2 separate regions of the Sus scrofa genome follow, and region 1 is linked to region 2. The links are chromatin contacts, called in public targeted proximity ligation maps. All regions are on one chromosome and are shown on one strand. The core of a region is the stretch at or near the end of the contact, and the rest is flanking DNA. Distances in the headings are between cores, read along the strand shown. Region 1 overlaps ATL2 (atlastin-2). Region 2 overlaps GALM (galactose mutarotase).

Region 1 (5,273 bases), core at 128-2,627, 370 kb after region 2:
TTTTCTTTGCCCCATATGTGTGTATTCATAATTTTTATATAATCTACAACTACTGCTTTCCCTTTAAAGTTTTATCCTGACTGTTAAAAAAAAAAAAGAACATCCTTTACATGGACCACTAGTTAAGATAGTGACTGAATCATTCATTTGTGCTACGATATAAAATAGCCTTCACTTCCACAGGGAAGGTTATACACAGCTGAGTATTCAAAGTAAAGCACTAATAAAAACAAAATTTTGTTTTAACAGGTATATAATTTGTCTCAAAATATTCAAGAAGATGATCTTCAACACTTGCAAGTATGTATGTCTCAAAGAATGTGTGCCAAAGTATTAAAAATTTAATTCCCACTATGCGGTGACTTTACACCAAGAACCTATGATATTGTAAGAAGATTGATTATTATATGGTTTTAAGTTGATGTACAACTTCTTAACTAGAAGAAATTTAAATATATGATCAGTCTTAAAAAATTAAATGTTTGGCTTTCAAGTGATTTTAAGAGCTCTGATAGCTAGTGATCTGATATAGAACAGCTTCATAGATGTCTTCTTTCAACCTCTTTGGGGGCATTATCTTAAATAATTTGATTTAATAGTTATTTACAGAGTATGGCAGACTTGCAATGGAAGAAATCTACCAGAAACCATTTCAGGTAAATAAATATTTTATCATTTAAAAAATTTATTAAAAAATTAGTAAGTCATATATATCATCTTGGAACTCTGAAGACATGAGGACCTTATGCCAAACTAATTTTTAGCAGCAAATCAAGCAGAGTTGAAACTGTTAATGTCAATGTCATCACCAATTCTCGGTAGCAGCTTACAGGATAGGAAATAGAACAAATGGATTTAGATTGATTCTTAATACTTTTTACTTAGATTAGATTAAGAAGTTAGTAATGTTTCTCCTAATTAGATGTTAATTCCAAAAATTGAGACAGTTGTGTAAGTTTCTTTTATGCATGATAAACTACTAGACAGTGTTACTATCTAGTAGTAACAGTGTTGTGTGTGTGGTGTATTACAAGTTGAGGTTAGACCTGTTGTTCTGTATTTTTGTTTCAAATAGAAGAGTTTTGGAATTTATTGTATCTCTCCCCCCTTATGTTTTTTCATTTCTTTTAAATGCTAGGTACAGAATATTAAGCCAGAAATTAACCTGGGTAGAGTTATTTGAGAAGCATTTGCTTTGCTTGCTTCTGTGGAGTCTTATCATGGCAGAGATTTAAAAAAAAAAAAAAATGAAGCTAATTTCAGATAGTTTCTTTTTTGAAGTAAATGTAATTTATAAGTTGACATAGCACTGTTTGGTTAGTTGTGTCATAGTGGGTGAGACTGACCACGCTGTTCATCAGTGTGTGAAGTCCTTCCTGTATGACAGTGTCACTGGTGATTCTTAGTAGGTTTACACTGATTCTGCCTCAGTCTTGTCTGGCTCAAGTAATCACTTTTATGAAATATTTGGGTAGCTTATGGTGTCATTTTGTGTATATGATGAAATATATTCTCCTTTGGCCTATATCACTTTTTCGTGGTTAACATCGCCACCCAGAGGGCGTTTGCCATTATGTCTGGCTACATTTTTGGTTGTCACAGTTTTGTGGAGGAAGTTAATGCCACTGGCTTCTAGTTTATAGAGGCCAGATGTGTTGTTCAGTATCCTAAAATGTGTAGGAGTAGGACAGCCAAGCACAGCTAAGAATTATCTGACTCATAAAATGTCAGTCGTGCTTAGTTGAGAAACCTAAGCATATATGAATAAAAAATTCTGTGAAAGAATTGCTTGCTCTAATTAGGTTAGTTGGTCTTGTTACACAACCTTGGCTTAAACTTATGATCCATATACCCTGATATGCCTTTTGTTTATTTTTTAAAATCCTATGTTATTGCTTGTGGTAACTCTTTATATAGAGTTGAGGTTCTCAAATGGAGGTAATTGCTTGGTATAAGAGCTGAGACTGTTGTTGGCTTATGTAGGCTCTTGTTATAACTATGAGTAGTATTATTTGCTTTATTTTATTTTATTTTATTTTATTTTTTTATTACTCAAATGTATTTATCACATCTGTAGTTGTATAATGATCCTAACAATCTGATTTCATAGAATTTCCATCCCACAGCCCAAGCACATAGCACATCCCCCCACCCCCCAAACTGTCTCCTCTGTAGACCATAAGTTTTTCAATGTCTGTGAGTCAGCATCTGTTCTGCAAAGTTCAGTCTGTCCTTTTTTTCAGATTCCACATGTCAGTGAAAGCATTTGATGTTGGTGTCTCAGTGTATGGCTGACTTCACTTAGCATGATAGTTTCTGGGTCCATCCATGTTGCTAAAAATGCTGGTATTCATTTTTTTTTAATGGCTGAGTAATATTCCATTGTGTATATGTACCACATCTTCTTGATTCACTCCTCTGTCGATGGACATTTAGGTTGTTTCCATGTCTTGGCTGTTGTAAATAGTGCTGCAATGAACATTGGAGTACATGTGTCTTTGCGAGTCGTGGTTTTCTCTGGGTAGGTGCCCAGGAGTGGGATTGCTGAACTATGAGTAGTATTAAACCATTTGGTTACTATAACTTTTGAAAAGGATTGTTCGGGGGAGTAAGAGATGCTTCAGTTATTAAAGTAGTGATATTTTGTAAAATTTTATAGGAAATGATTTTTTTCCCCTTTCTGTAGACATTAATGTTTTTGATTCGAGATTGGAGTTATCCTTATGAACATTCATATGGTTTGGAAGGTGGAAAACAATTCCTTGAAAAGAGATTGCAGGTAAGCCCCTGTTTCTTAGAAAGGAGAGCATAAGCACTAAGCCAGGTGAAGGAGTGGGCTGCTTGGACTACTGCTTAAGACTGCAAGTCTCTAAGTTATCATCGTAGCAAATTGAGTGTCCCAAGTTAGCCCGGATAACTCCATGTGTAACTGATGAGAAGTAAGTCGGTAGCACTCCTGCTAAAGGGAATAATAGAAATGCCCTTGAACAGAAATAAAGGAACAAATATTTCTCTCCAGAGCCACCTGCCTCTTCAGTAAATTAATATTCAAAGGATACAAGTTTGAAGTAGACTAACTTATTGATCTATTCATATTGCATGCATGTTTCTTTCTGGCCCAGCTGAACTTCTGAACATTTGGGACAAGCTGGATAATCTAATGTGCATGCATTGAGCGCAAATACTGTGAGACGCTTTCCAAGGAATACTATCTCATAGAGTTGCAGCATGTAGCACTAAAAAGGGATCTTAAACATTTATCTCCAAAACTGGGACTTAGAAAAGTGATTTGCTTTTGGTCACTTAACTAATTATTGATAACTGGGAGTGGGACGTGAATATCCAGACTCCTGGCCTGGCCAATGCAAAATGCCACACAGTGCATTCCTGGAAGTAACCTCATCAAAGGTGCCCTCCCATGGAAGTATTTTGGGAAACCCTCAAGCCCAAATACGACCCACTACTGACATCCGCAAAAGGTACATAAAAATCCCTTTCTTCATAAGTAGGAGGTTTCTCTCTTTCGGTAATAAAATTTTGTTTCTTTCCTATGAAAAGATGCATTTAGCTTCTCAACCACATTCGAAGACCTAAGATACAGCGTAATTTTTTTAATCCTAAAATGAGATTAAAACTAAGTCCTCATTCTTAGATTATTTGAAAGGCATTTCCAGACTGTCAGAGATAATTTCACTCATCAGCATTTTCTCTGCTTTGTTCAGAGGAAATTAACACAAAACACATCAGGCATACTAACTAAATTCATTAATTATGTACTTCAAAGACAGTAAGGTTTGGGGGGTTCTTATTTGTTTTTTAATTTTATGGACATACCCACGGCATATAGAAATACCTCAGCTGTGACCTGTGCTGCAGCTGTGGCAAGGCCAGATCCTTTAACCTCCTGCACTGCCAGGGATCAAACTTATACCTGCATAGCAACCTGAGACTCGGCAGTTGGATTCTTAACCCACTTGCCACAGTAGGAACTCCAGAGACAAGGTTTTTAAACTTACTGTATCTTACTGAAGCGATATAGAAAAGTACCATAAGTGGGCAGCTTAATGAATTTGTACAAATTGAACCATGTAACCACAGAAGCACCTACCTCTATCCACAAACCCCCTCACTTCACAAACCCTTCACTACCATTTTGACCTCAAACAGGCTTTATTTTTGGATTTTTTTTTTTTATGAAAGGAATCACATACAGTATGTATTCTTTTGCCCAATATTACATTTCAGAGATTAATCCATATTGTTGCATGGAGTTTGGTTCACTTTAACTCTCATTGACATGCAGTATTCCATGATATGAGTAGGCAACAGTGTTTCCATTCTACTCTTGATGGAGATTTAGGTAGTTTTCAGGTTTTGTTGATTATGAATGGAGCTTTTTTTGTAAGAATGGTTTTTGGGAGAATATGTGAGTTGTATTGGAGTTAAGTAGTTACTAAATATCTAAGCGTAGGACTTTTTTTCCAGAAAATAATAACTTCTGTTTTGCAAAAAACACCAGTAAATCGTAAGTCACAATCATTTAGAATGAGACCTGAAATCCCAACTAATTTTTAAGGTTCTTTGGACTACATACCTTATCTTTTACTTTGCTCAAAGCCAACCTTTTTGTTTGTAGGCCAGTCAGTACTTTGTTTTTCTCTTTGCCATTATAAGTACTTTAAAGGCAAATTAACTGGTTTATAAATCACAAACACATTTTGTTGTTCTGGTGTTAGATATTATGACTAATTATTATTTGTATTTATTCATATCCTCAACATCTAACATGGGAAACACATTGTAATGGTTTAGGACAGAGTGGAAATCTTACCAAATGATTAGAAATGGGTCTTTAGGGAGTTCCTGTCATGGCACAGCAGAAACTAATCTAACTAGGAACCATGAGGTTGCGGGTTCCACCCCTGGCCTCACTCAGTGGGTTAAGGGTCTGAGTTTCCGTGAGCTATGGTGTAGGTCGCAGACGCGGCTTGGATCTGGCGTTGCTGTGGCTTTGGCGTAGGCCGGCAGCAACAGCTCTGATTAGACCCCTAGCCCGAGAACCTCCATATATCGTGGGTGGGGCCCTAAAAAGGACAAAAAGACAAAAAGAAAAAAAAAGAAGAAAAAAAGAAATGGGTCTTTAGTACAATTTTATGTTGTCCAAAAACACCCTCTGGAGTAGCATCTGAGTGTACATGCAGGTGTGTGTGTGTGTGCGTTTTCTTTAAAATTTTTTCTCTTGTTTGCACTTTCACCCTGTCTCCTTCTGCCCC
Region 2 (5,644 bases), core at 1,978-4,477:
GGAGGAGTGCTGGGGCAATAGGAAGAGTCTGGTCTCCATGGGGATGGCCCAGCTGTGCTTCTAGCCCAGCTGCTCCAATTACGTCTGTTTCTTTAGTCAGGTTCAGAACAGTCAGTCAAATTTGCATACGGAAGCCAGCAGTAACCGGCTCGTGGGCACAGGTACTCATCTGACACCTAATTAAGCCATCTTGGTAAATCATCTCTAGAATGCCTGTTATTATTTTAGGAAACAACATAAAGAGAATGATAATTAAAAGTAACACCCTGGGTGGGAATTTTGACTTCATTCCAGTGGTTGGCAAGTTAAGTACCTTGGGATTTTTTTTTTTAAGGTAACATTTCTATAAATTTTCATAGATCACACAACCTCAAAGCTTGTCTCTGCTGCAGTTTTTCCCCTTTACTCTGCCGATGCATTGGTTTTGCGGCTTTATTCTACTGCTGTTGGTTTTTTTTTTTTTTTTTTTCCTTTCCACTGAGCGCTTTTTGATTTTACTTACAGGGGGGGGCGGGGGGACAGCACTGCTTCTGGATATTACATGCCATCTGAGGCATAAAATGCTAAAACACTGTTACATGATGTTTTCAGGTGAGAAGCAACTTTACCCTTCACTGTTGGGCCCACAGGAGGCATTTTCACGCAGAGAATCTTTCCATCATAGGCTCCCAACAAGATGGTATCCAGGCATTTGCTGCCACTGTCTGCAGCCTCCTAGCCTTCCCACTAGACCTGCTCTCCTGAGTGCCACCATGGTGCCTGGTCCCTGAGGCGTCCATCAAGGCCCTCACATCCTTTATTACCTGCTCCTTTATTACATCCTTTATCACATCCACTGCCTATGACCTGAGCCACTTGGTTAGTAACACCCTTACTGACCTGCCTTGAAGCCTGTCCTCTCCTCCCCTCCTTCCAGACAAAATCCAACTTGAGATCATCCCACAAACCACTTTCTCTGCTCTTGACTCCATGATGCTGAGAGAAACTGGAGAAAACCCTCCAAAAGCACCAAGTGAGACCACCACAAATTCACAGTCTCAGTCCTCACCTAGATTCTTGGCACCACCTGACAAACATTTCACTTGTCCTCAACCAGCTCCTCCCCCACTAAAGAAACCTTTTCCTTGACCCTGCATCTCCACCCGATGGAGGCACCCTCTTCTTCCTTTCAGAGCTTTTAGAAAGCAGATTCAACACCAGTGGCTTCTTAAGCTCACTTAGGTAGCTTTTATAAGTTCAGATTCCCTTGCTCCACATTGCAGTAAATGAATGGGAATCTCTAGAGTGGGCCCAGGACTCCATATTCAGTAGTTCCCTGGGAGTTTCTGCTGAGGCAAAGTGGGTTAAGAATACAGTGTTGCTGCAGCGGTGGCAGAGCTGCAGCTGTAGCTAGGATTCAGTCCTTGGCCCCAGAACTTCCATATGTCATGGGTGCAGGTGCATCCAGGAAAAAAAAAAAAAAGTTGCCTTAGCTGGGAACCACTCATTGGCTTATTGTCCCTGATCCTCTTGCCTCACTTCCAGTTTACTCCCCCAACTGCCACAGTCTGGATTCTACCGTCACACTCTAAAATGGGCCCGCAATGACAGCCACTACAACCACTACAGGCATGCTTCCCAGGTTGCCTGGGCTGGACCTATCTGGAATGCTGACACAGCCGGTCACTCCAAGACTTTCAGACACTTTCTCTCCTTGTTTGCTTTCTTCCTCTGCCCATCTGACTTGACACCTGTATGTATGTATGTATGTATGTATGTATGTATGTATGTATGTCTTTTTAGGGCTGAACCCACGGCATATGGAAGGTCCCAGGCTAGGGGTCGAATTGGAGCTACAGCTGCCGGCCTACACCACAGCCACAGCTATGCCAGATCAGAACCTTGTCTGCAACATACAGTGCAGCTCAAGGAAACAACAACCCACTGAGCATGGCCAGGGATTGAACCCAGATCCTTGTGGATACTAGTTGGTATTTTTACCGCTGAGCCACAAGGGGAACTTGACTTGACATCTTTATTGTGAACCTCTCTTGCACCTTAAATATTGGTGGGGGGTTTCCTCAGATTCCCCTGGGTTCAGCCCTCAGACCACTGTTCTTCTCAATCTGCAGTTCCTCTCTGGGAAATCCACATGGCTTAATCTACAATATACTCTCACTCTTATTTTTCCTCAAACATTGTACCCATCTGTCTGACTGCTTACTGGACATCCTCACCTGGATGCCCCACAGGCACCTTAATCTCAAATATCTCTGAGACCAAATCCATAGTTCCTCCATCCACTCCCATCCCTCATCCCACCTCCTCCTCCTCTATTCCTGCTACTTACTATCTCCATTCCTACTGCCCAGAAGCTGTCCTGGAAACCTAGGCGTCATCACACAGCCTTCCTGCTTCCTCATTTTCTATATTCAATTCAGGCCTCCTGGTTTTTACCTCTTAATATTATAAGACTATATTTCTTCCATCTGAAATCTTATTTAGATCCTCCTCATCTCTTGCTCGGGTTATTAAAATAGACTCTTCATCCATCTCTGGCTCCAGTCAAACCCCACCCACAACAGTTGCTGGGTTAGTATTTGTAAAATGCCAGTCTCGCTAGGTCAATTCCCTGGCTTAAAATGCTTCGAAGTCTCCCATGATTTAAAGATAAAATCCTAGCTCCTCCTTAGGATGGCACAGAACGCCCATGATGACTGTACTCAACTACAAAGCCGGGACAAGGGTGAGGCAAGCAAGGAGCTAGGGTGCAAAATTTAAGGATACAGTCACTCTCAGAGGCTGACTCTGTACCTGCAGGACCCTGAAAGTGAGTGCTGCCTTAAGTTTTGCACCCCAGTGCTGCACCTCCCTTGTCTCACCCTAGCCTCCACTCTGCCCAACTGTCTCTGTGGCTTTTGGCTTAATAGCCTACTCCACTCCCACATTCTGTGCTTAGTACTCTTACTCTCCTTGTGGCTAGATCCTCACAGATACTAAGAAGCTTCCTGAAGCTCAGGGTGCTTTCAAGAAAGCCTCTTCAAATCCTTGCCTTTATGCTCCCCTTAGGCCCAAGGGCAATAATTCTAGCACTGCCCTGACTACACTAGATTCTCCACTCCCTGTAAGCTTTTCAAGGCCACAGACAGTGTTTGATCATCTTTCTATGGCCAGTGCCTTAGGCAGCACCTAGCAATCAGTGGATGTTCCACAAATGCTAGCTGAACTGAAAGCAAGTCTGGTCTGAGACTTGAGTCAGCCTCAGGCCCATGGTGCAAAGCCCACAGTCATCTCTCATCCCCTTAAGAATGGGGCGACCTCTAAGGATTGCTATGCACCAGGTTTGAACCAGAGCCAGGCATCTGTCCAGACCTGGGGTGTGGGAAGGGTGGGTGTTAAACTACCAGCTCTCCAAGGGTGGTAGTGAGAGTTCTAGAAAATAACTCCCCTTCTGACAAACTTACTTGATGTTAGTCTGGAATTTTCATAGGAATTATACAACACCTAGCCAAGTGCTAATTTCTGAGCTTTCTTCCTGCCAAATTCCCACCATGCTGGCTCACGCTTGCCAATCTTGTAGCAGTGATATTTTCTAGCAGGGAACATGAGTGGCTTTGGATGTTATTCTGAAGCCTCATAAAGCCATTCTTGGGGCCATTTTGTAGAGAGGGATTCAATAATGCATCCCCTTGGAGGGGTTCATTGCTACCAGGAGAGTTCCTTGGAGTTTCTGTATTGAACTTCCTTGAACATCATCTGGGAGAGTCTGTCATACAAGAAACAGCTCCAGGGTAAATAATAATCCATAAGATTCAATTATCACCAGTTTTTACTTTTTTTAGTGTTACTCAAATAGAACACCATGCTCTGGCTTCCCACTTATAGAGCGGCCGGCATGCCTGCCTGCTCCCACACTCCACAGACTGATGTCCAGGCCTGCAGTCCTGACTGAACAAGGGCTGGTGAGTATTACAAGACAATTTCATTGATCTGATCAAGCAGAAAGAAAAGCTGGTTTTCTGACCCAGAGTCTTGGCTGCTATAGCTCCTCCGGGTAGGACCTTGGAGAAGTTACTCTTCTTAGTTTGCCATTTTCCTTCTCTAGCTAGACTTCTAGCTCCCTTCAGGGAATTTAATGGTGATAAATTAGGAAAAAAAATTTTTAAACTACCCTGAAGATTACAAAGAAGAAAATATACCACTGCTAGTCTCAAAAATGATGACTATCCTTATATACAATAATATATAATAAGGCAACCATAAACTATTGTTACCTCAAGAGAGGAAAAAAGACTGGAAAACCCCTCTGTAGACCAAGATGATGCAACCAACTCACACAAGGTTTTACACAGAATTTCAGGAGTTTATGAATCCCTTTAAGTTCTTTCATCATCTTCCCAGATATACAAGTATGAACCCTGCCCTGGCTAAGAATATCTGGCTTATGGAGTTTCCTCATGGCTCAGTGGGTTAAGGATCCAGCACTATCATTGCTGTGGCTCTGGTTACAGCTGTGGAGCTGTGGCGGGGTTTGATTCCTGGCCCAGAAACTTTCGCATGCCATGGGTGTGGCCAAGAAAAATTATCTGGGTTAGAGGTTCCATGTGGTCTTTGAATCATTATTAGAAACTGACAGGAACTTGGAGTTCAACTAACGTAACTAATCTAATGAGATTTTAGAGTTTAGGTTATGAGGCCCAGAGGGTTTTCGTGGTTGACTTGAGAGCACTGCTGGTGGGTAGCACACCTGCTGCATCCAGGTTTGCTGAATCCCAGTTATCATACGGTACCGCTTTAATACACTCTGTTTAAAACAAATGTAAAGAAGAGAGAAGGATGGAAAAAGACTAACAAGGGGTGGAGAGGGAAAGGAAAGAGTAGCCGTTCATAGCATGTACAGATTGGCTACTACTTGGTTTCATTTTTCTGTTTAGCATAGATATGTTCTCTAGCTCCAAGCCAAAGAGACTCAGCCTGCAGCTCCCTTCTAGCTCCCCACTTTGGATCTGTAACTAGTAAATTCTGATAGTTCATCTGGGGTAGACTTAATGGAGAGGAAGATAAAGGAGCGTGGGCACATAAGCTCTAAACAGTTTACGTCATTACAAAAATGCAAAGAGCAACAAAGAATCTGTTCTTTCCAGGAAGTGGGGAAACATTTCTAAAGAGAAAGTATGAGCCTTGAAAAGAGTAGGGGTACATGTAGCAAGGAAAGGGCATTGGGTGGTCCCTGTGGGTGGGAGGTGGGTATTAAAACAGGGTGAGATGTGAGTGAGACACAGCGGGGGATGCGTCTGGAAGGCATCTAAAAGTTTTTTAGGGAGTTCCCATCGTGGTTCAGCAGTAACAAACCCAACTAGTGATCATGAGGATGCAGTTCGATTTCTGGCCTTGCTAAATGGATTAAGGATCTGGCATTGCCGTAAGCTATGGCGTAGGACACAGACGTGGCTTGGATCTGGCGCTGCTGTAGTGTAGGCTGGTATCTGCAGCTCTGATTCGACCCCTGCTAGCCTGGGAACTTCCGTATGCCATGGGGTGTGGCCCTAAAAAGACAAAAACCTTTTTTTTTTAAACTGGAGAATATCAAAGTAAGATTTGCATTAAATTAAATTAATTTATTTTAGCTACACCTGAGGCATGTGGAAGTTCCCAGGCCAGGGAT

The links.
Region 1: a contact with region 2 is called in a targeted proximity ligation map of alveolar macrophages, with 4 times the contacts expected there. A contact is called at or near these places in 8 of 47 Hi-C or Micro-C datasets (embryonic fibroblasts, epiblast stem cells, fetal skeletal muscle and 5 more) and 2 of 2 datasets of targeted methods (alveolar macrophages and skeletal muscle).

What each region holds. Positions count from the first base shown.
Region 1 is chr3:102,015,979-102,021,251 of Sscrofa11.1, forward strand. It overlaps ATL2 (atlastin-2), which reads left to right. Exons shown (of 14, transcript XM_005662612.3): 5 at 250-300; 6 at 600-656; 7 at 2,687-2,779. Among named protein-coding and RNA genes, the nearest start is that of ATL2, 61 kb to the left of the region's middle.
Region 2 is chr3:101,642,219-101,647,862 of Sscrofa11.1, forward strand. All of the region lies in intron 4 of GALM (galactose mutarotase), which reads right to left. Among named protein-coding and RNA genes, the nearest start is that of GALM, 38 kb to the right of the region's middle.